Linked DNA regions of Sus scrofa: region 2 is linked to region 1. Evidence: chromatin contacts called from public HiChIP or PLAC-seq data. All regions are on one chromosome and are shown on one strand. The core of a region is the stretch at or near the end of the contact, and the rest is flanking DNA. Distances in the headings are between cores, read along the strand shown. Region 1 has its middle 7.9 kb from the start of PLA2G4A. Region 2 overlaps PLA2G4A (cytosolic phospholipase A2).

Region 1 (4,001 bases), core at 938-3,437:
TATTTCACCGAAGAAGTGAAAACTTGAAAAGTCACTTGCCTTGAGTTATAGTTTGAAATAATAGAAAAATAAAAACAGCTACCTTAGGTTGTATGTCAGTCCTGAGCTGAGAATACATTAGGCATTAGTGTTACCATTTTACCATTTTTAATTTTTTTTTTTTTTATGGCCACAGCTGCGGCAATGTCAGATCCCTTTAACCCACTCCACCAGGCTGGGGATCAAACACACACCTCTGCATTGACTCAAACCACTGCAGTCAGATTCTTTACCCACTGTGCCATGATGGGAACTCCCCATTTTATCTTTTAAAGATGAGGATTATGGGGCCCTTATTAACCACACTGCTAGAAAGTGGCAGAGCCCAGATTTGCCCAACTCTGGATTTGGATTTGCCCAACTCCCAAACCTATGCCCTGGGTGCAAGCATCTAGCCTGTTCACCACCATGCTATTATTGGGAATGTAAAAAGTCATGTTCTTGACTTGTAAGATATAAATTAAATAACTTAACTTAGAAATTCCAATTGTTTTATAATTCCCAAGGGTATGTCTAGCTATTTCAAGTGATGCTATAGATTTCTAAATGTAAAATAGAAGTCACATTCTAAATTAACCTATTTATGTGAATTCACTTTATTGACTATTTATAATACATGTTATCTTTTTTTTGTCTTTTGTCTTTTTAGGGCCGAACCTGCAGCATATGGAGGTTCCCAGGCTAGGGGGTCCAACTGGAGCTGTAGCCTCCAGCCTATGCCACAGCCACAGCAACACAGGATCGAGCCGCGTCTGTGACCTACAGCACAGCTTATGGCAACGCAGGATCCTTTCCCACCAAGCGTGGCCAGGGATTGAACCCGCATCCTCATGGATGCTAGTTGGGTTCGTTAACCTCTTAGCCATGGCAGGAACTCCCTGATGACTTTAGAATTCCAATTATATTTAGAGAGGGTCCTCGAAAGTAGTGCTTTTTGTCAGGATTAAAAAACAGAATGATTTACCAAGCTGTTTATTATTCATCTTAAACTACTTGCCTCTACTTCAAACCTAGACTGTGGCCTATGTTCTGTAAAAGTTGGAGTCCTTAATAATACTTTGGAATTAGAGGTGGAGTTAGGGGAATAATTGTGATTTTAAATCTTTTTTTTAAACATCATCTTTTTTGGGGGGGGTGGGGAGAAGCTCTAAATATTCTAAGTCTGTGATATTAGGTTGTTAAAATAGAATCATTAAATAAGTTATAACACATGTCAAAGCTATCTATATCTATGGAATGAAAGAAAGTAAGGGAGCATCAGGAGTTCCATTTTGAAAATCAAAAGTAGCAGGTTTTTGCTTACTGAAGTGATCATTCAAATGATGTGAAATATGGAATAGCCACATATCACATAGATTTTAATTTTAGGGCATACATTTACTTTTCTGTTTTCTTCATCTTTCTAATTACCAGGCTATCAGCAAGTGCCCTTATCAAAAAGAAATTGCCGTTCATTGAGGACCTGAATACAGTACATTTACTCTAGCACAGGAACTTTATAACAATTATTTTCATTTTGGATTTATTTGTTGTGATTTTTCATTATTCTGTGTTGTTGTGATTATTAAATAAGTTACTTTCACATAAGTGATATGTATTTAAATCTTTGTGCAGTAGTTGGTTATGATATGCCGGGAACATTTCCATTGATAAGTGATGAAATGGCCCATGTACATTCCTAGTCTTTACTCCATCTCAAACATGGTAGAGTGCCCCCCATTCAGGCAGAGTGGCCAGAAGTCCCCTTTCACATAGAAGAATAGTCTACATAAGCTGGAGATCAACAAATCCAATCAGAAATGAATATCAAGTGTGTTGTATATCCAAAAGACATGATTAGTCTACATGTTTTAGCACCCCACCTTGAGTTATAGAGCTGAGCCTTATGGAAGAAGGCAGACACTGAGAACATAATCGTGTGTGTGTGTGTGTGTGTGTGTGTGTGTGTGTGTGTGTTAACATGTTCTTTTGTAAATTGTGTGAGAGAGGTTAAATGGATACAACACAGAGTTACATTTAAATAATGGAACCTCAAAAATAAAAAAGAGATGTAAGCATTCTCTTGATAATAAGAAAACTCAAAGATGTGATAGTAACTGCATTCAATTATTCACTGACATTCCTTGGTAGCTATTTCTTCATGTCTCTAAAGACAAAACAAAAGGAAGTGGTTTGAGGATTGGTAAGTCTATTGTTAGACGGTTTTAAAATGATGTATCCCGTGACTTAAGGATACAATTTCTCTATTTGATTTCTTTAGTAAAGTAATAAGGTTATAATTGTAATACCCCGCAAGAAGTGACAAAATGCAAAACAAAAATTTAATTCTTTTTTCAGCCAGGGAAATATTTGTGCAATCATCAGCATATTCATAAACAATCAGTTTTGTTCATTCTGCACATGGCGGTTTGAAGAGCTTTGGAGTTTGACAGATCTGGGCTCTCTAGGTCCACTGATAAGTAACTCAATGGTCCTTGGGTAAGTAACTCATTTTCCACATTAATAAAATAATAGTAACATTTTCTCCATAGGACTGTCATACAAACTAAATTAAATAGCACTTACAGAAAAAAATGATTAGTACAATAGATAGCAAATATATGTGGAAAATAAATGTAGACCAAGAAAGCATTAGTGGGATATACCATTTAGTCCCAGCATATCTTCATGTTTTCACTTTTTATTGGGCTATAATTTACATACAGTGAAATGTACCCAACCATGAGTAAAATTATAATACACTTTTAAAGTATAATATACTCATGTCACTTATACCATTATCAAGATATAAAATGATTCCACTATGTAGAAAGTTGCCTTATTTATGCAACTTTCTCTATAATCCTTGCAACTCCATCTTTCCCCAACCATGATTCTTATAGATTAGTTTTGTCTTGTTTAGAACTTTATATTTCTACAGTCACACAGTAGGTACTCTTTTGTGACTTTTCCCCTTTCTACATAATTGAGATTCGTCCACATTGTTGAATTTATCAGTAGTTCATTACTTTTTATGTTGAGAAGTATTTCATTGTATAGAGATGTGACCCTTTATCCATTCTGTTATTGATGGAAATTTGAGTTGTCTTCAGTTTTTTATAAATTTCAATTTATTATGAATGAAGTGGCCATGGACATTCTTGTGTAAGTCTTCTGTGAACACCTATATTCATTTCTTCTGGTAAGAGGCTGTAAGCAGAATTGCTGGCTCATAGGGTATGTTTATGTTTCACTGCCAGATTGGTTTCCAAAGGGGCTATGTTTTTTATGCTGCCATCCACAGTTTATGGGTTTCATTTTTCCCAGCACAAGGCTTCCTCATGCTACCCCTTTATAGCCATATCTACCCATTTGCCATCCCTAATCTGGTCACCACTAATCTGTTCTCCATCCCTATCTATACTCGCATTAGTTTAAAAATGTTAAATAAATAGAATCATACAGTAGGTAAAATTTTAAGATTGGCTTTTTTTCCACTCAGCAAAATTCCCTTGAGTTCCATCCAAGTGGTTGCACGTACTAAGAGTTTTTTGTTTGTTTTGCTGTGTAGTCCTCCTTGGTGTAGACATTCAACACGATGAACATACGCATGTATCTATTCCTCTTCAGGGTCTTTTTTGATCTAAGTTGTTACACAGCATTGCGTAGGTTACCCTGTTCTTATTACCTATTTTATATATAGTGGTGTGACCAGGAACAGATTTTTACATTAATAGAGTTTCTTATTCTTCTGAGGTAAATGCCCAAGTTGCTGGGTTGTATGACGCAGTAGACAAAATAATGGCCCTCCAAAGATATTCACACCCCAATACCTTGAATCTGTGAATATGTTGCCTTTCCGGGCAGAAGAGAGTTTTTATAATGTCAAAATGTTAAGAATCTTGAGGAGGAGAGAATTTGCTTGATTATTTTCATTGGCTCAAAATAATCAAAAGGGCTTTTAAGGAGGCAAGATCACAATC
Region 2 (3,787 bases), core at 1,128-3,627, 160 kb after region 1:
ACCAGAAATTACACATTCCAATGCATATTCCCATATTAACTCAATTGTTCTACTCTTGTAACTGGATTACTGATTGACATAATAGAAGAAGTTGCACCAACATTTAAGAATGACTGAAAAGGTTTATGATTTAGAATTCCTTATTTTGTAAAGTTTTACACACATATATAATACCACTTGAAGAAAATAAAGTATTTGGAGTTTAATCCAAAACTACAAAATAGGCACTTTTTGAGCTGTATAAGAGACATTAACTGTACGAATTATTTTACTTTTGTTTGGTAATACAGCATTCTTTTAGAATATTCTGAGTGTAACCTCAGAGTCTATGACTCTCTTTCACTCTTATTAATCCTGGTGGTTGGCATAAAGCATTTGTATCAAAATGATTACTCTGACCTTGGATTTATCATTTACAGAATAAAGTCATTATTATTTTACCTTTCCAAATAACCCATTAACTTATGGCAAATCAGATACTCCTTTTTAGAAGTAAAAATCAACTTTCGTTATAAAATTGCCTTATTATACATATATGTATAAGTTCATAATGAATAACACATAGTAGGTCAGGTTTGACTGCTAGATGCAACTGTGTGACTAGAAACATTAGGTCTTGCAAATGTTTCTGAATTTCAGTCAGTAAATTGACACACTTCCTATTTGCCCCATACTTTTATGTCCACAGTTTTAACAAGATAAGCAAGTTGAGCACAGTACCTTGGCAATAAACCGAGGTTTGTGACCCCTTGTAGAAGGATTTATAATTGTAGAAGAGACAATATCTGCCTAGGATAGTCTAGGGGAAGGTAAGTGGTATCTTATAAGTTTTCTTTGGGCTCTCATTTTTTATTTCTTGAAATTAAAGGACTTTTTTTACATGCATTTGAGGCAATACCATAAAAGTATTAAGAAAAATCATTTACAGCAATTAAGGATTTATAGAAAAGTAATTTTGGGAAAAATATTTAAAGATGAATGCCGTTACGGGGACATGCTATATGGACTCCTGCATCTATAACTAAAATTTCTTAATGTCCATCAGTCCCTTGTTATTATCTACCACAAACCTCAAACAGGTATCAACTTCCTTTCCACTCAATTGTTATGAAGTAGAGACAGATGAATTTAAAATTGATTGAACTTAGATCTCAAAGAGATAACTCTAGGGCATTTCTGTCATTCATGGAATAGTCTTGAAAATTACTACTTTCAATGTACAATGGGAATTCATAGTCAGCTATAATGTCAAAGTATCATTATATCCTTGATTATTGAAGGATGACATATTTTAGGAAGATTTCTCGCAGTGAAAATTCTAATTTATAGGGGTTTCTCAGTTAATTAAAAATTTAGTTGGAAAATATTATGATGATAATATAATCTGCTACTTGCTTATTTTTTGAGGTAGTGATCGCCAGGGATTTCTATTTAAAATTAGTAAAAGTTTACAATATTTATATGGGATTTTTTTTGTGTGTATGTGTCCTTATCACTAACAATCCCTCTGTTCTCAATGAAAAGCAATATAAGAAAGAATCAGTTTTGTGAGACTCATTCAGTGTTTACAGAAATTTATACTATCTGCTTAAATTATGTGTTAAATTGACAAGTTGGCTTGGCTGATTAATACCTTAAAGTTATTGTCACAATGAAGAGAACATTGTTGTATAACTTACAATTCTCTGTAAAGAAACGAATTTTTAGATACTATTTTATGAATATATATAGCATGCCTAAGAAAGAATAGGAAAAATCTGTCTTTTTAACATTTAGAAAAAGAAGAGTTATTAGGGGAAGCCATGTAGATAGACTGTACTTTTTTTCGCTTAAGAATTTTTACCTGTTTACCTGTTGGGTCAAGAAGAAAATGCAGATGTAACATCAACCAGGAATCACTGACCACTGAGTTCACCAAATCAGTATGTTCTAATTGCTACTGACTACATTCCAGGCACTGTGCTATATTTAGGGACTACTTGGGTGAGTAAAGATTTAATACCCCCTTGGAGAAGAGAGAATAATTAAGGAAATAATGGGTAATATAAGATGCAAATGGACTTGAATAGTACAGGCTGACCTGGGGAAATGAAGGATGGAAAGGTGAAGTTTAAGCTGAGATGTGAGGGACGAGAAGCCATGTGTGGAGAGCGAATGGTGTGGCTTATTACGGAGGATCCAGGAGTAGCATTTGTAAATAAGCCTGCAAAGGAGCAACCAAGGAATTAATGCAAAACTAGGAGTTAGGACGATGTCATGGGAGCAAAGAAGTGAAAGTGGTTCCAGAAAAACAGGATAGAAAAGCGATGACTGACTGCATTTAAAAAACCAGGAAGTCACTAGCGATCTTGATGAGAGCAGCTCTGGTGGAGTGGTGGGGACGCGGTGGGGTGGCAGAGGGCATGAAAGTGAGGACTCTGAGGATGCGGATAGACAGCGTGTGAGCAAATGGTCCATTAGAAAAATGTGAAGCAGCACAACAGGGGAGAGAGACATGGAGGGAAAAGGAAATGGAGACGAGAGAGACTGTAAAAAGCTTGCCCATCAGATTATCCCGTAGAAGGTCAAGTTGGATGATTCAGAAAAGACAGGCACAGCTTTCCGAGTGAAGCCAGTTGAGGAGGAGAGAGGGATTTTGCGTCCCAAACACATGTGGGGCCAGGTCCAGTACAGGGGGAGGAACTCTGCCTTCTTGGTGACAGAGAGAAGGAGAACCCAGGTACTCTGGCAGAGAAGTTTGAGGGTTTGCGGGTGAGAAGATGAACTTCCCCTTGTGACGCCTTCTGTTGTCTCTGTGAAAGGAGATGAGGTCACTACCCAAGAGTGGGGGTGGGGATAAGGTGAGAAACTTGAAGGGGAGAAGAAAGTCCTTTTCTAAGGTGGAAATGCAAGGGCACCAGAAAACCTAGAAAGATGCTGTGTGGTGGCCAGAGCCTCTGAGAATGTGGACCAAAATAAAACCACTTTAGCAGGTTATGTGGTTTTTCTCCAGTTATGCTAAGAACGAACCCAGAGAAGCTAGGTCTGCTGAATTTCTCTAGAGGGTTTTTTGTTTGTGTTTGTTTGTTTGTTTTTGTTTTGTGTGGGAGTTTTTAAAGGAAGAAAGAAAATCGGGAAATCACTATAATGAATGACCAGAAAACAAAATACCTAAAACAAAAGTGCATAGAAATTCATGAGCTTATAGAATGCAGATCTTTTGATCCAGGGTAATTATTAACCAGTAAGATGGAATCACAGATTGCCTTGTTTTCCAGCATTTGGTCGGCAAAGACAGAGCCTTTGTTCCTTTCAAACACTTGGATTTTTTGCCTGGCCAATTGCTAGGCCCAGTTCCACACATCATCGCATCTCAGTGCATTTACCTGTTCCGGGAGCCATCATGCTGGGTTGCTTTTCCTTCACGTCCTAGGTGCCAGAATTATTGTTTTAAGTTCTGAATACTTAACCATTGTCTTGCCTGCCTTTCTTGGATGGCCAGCTAAGTTCTTGAGTCTGGTTTCTATCTTACTCCTCACCCTTTGCCTACTTTCCTCCTTCAGATTCTTGAGGCCACCTTAATGTTCCCTAAAAGATAATGCTTTATAGAATTGGGACCATTCCAAATCTGCAGTGTAAAGACGGCTGAAACGTTTAGTAATAATAACCACCTGTCGCAAAAGAGGGTCCTTTACAGCTCTGCTATCAGGATGTCCTTCTTCAGCCTGACAAAAATCCTTCATTTTGCAACTTAAAGTCATTTCATTTCCTTTTTTTTTTCTTTTCAATCTTTAGAGCTTTAGAGAAC

The links. HiChIP or PLAC-seq counts read pairs in DNA pulled down with a chosen protein or histone mark.
Region 2: an H3K27ac HiChIP or PLAC-seq map of alveolar macrophages shows a contact between it and region 1. The contact joins two enhancer-like sites. A contact is called at or near these places in 1 of 47 Hi-C or Micro-C datasets (embryonic fibroblasts) and 1 of 2 datasets of contacts at active chromatin or transcription factors (alveolar macrophages).

The regions. Positions count from the first base shown.
Region 1 is chr9:127,843,639-127,847,639 of Sscrofa11.1, forward strand. No RefSeq gene overlaps it. Among named protein-coding and RNA genes, the nearest start is that of PLA2G4A, 7.9 kb to the right of the region's middle. Within about 2 kb of position 2,188, at least 1 of the 83 cell types and tissues checked has an H3K27ac peak or open chromatin away from gene starts, as enhancers often do. A contact at or near this core is called in alveolar macrophages, where this site is marked.
Region 2 is chr9:128,006,629-128,010,415 of Sscrofa11.1, forward strand. The region is part of intron 6 of PLA2G4A (cytosolic phospholipase A2); the gene reads left to right. Among named protein-coding and RNA genes, the nearest start is that of PTGS2, 150 kb to the left of the region's middle. Within about 2 kb of position 2,378, at least 22 of the 83 cell types and tissues checked have an H3K27ac peak or open chromatin away from gene starts, as enhancers often do. A contact at or near this core is called in alveolar macrophages, where this site is marked.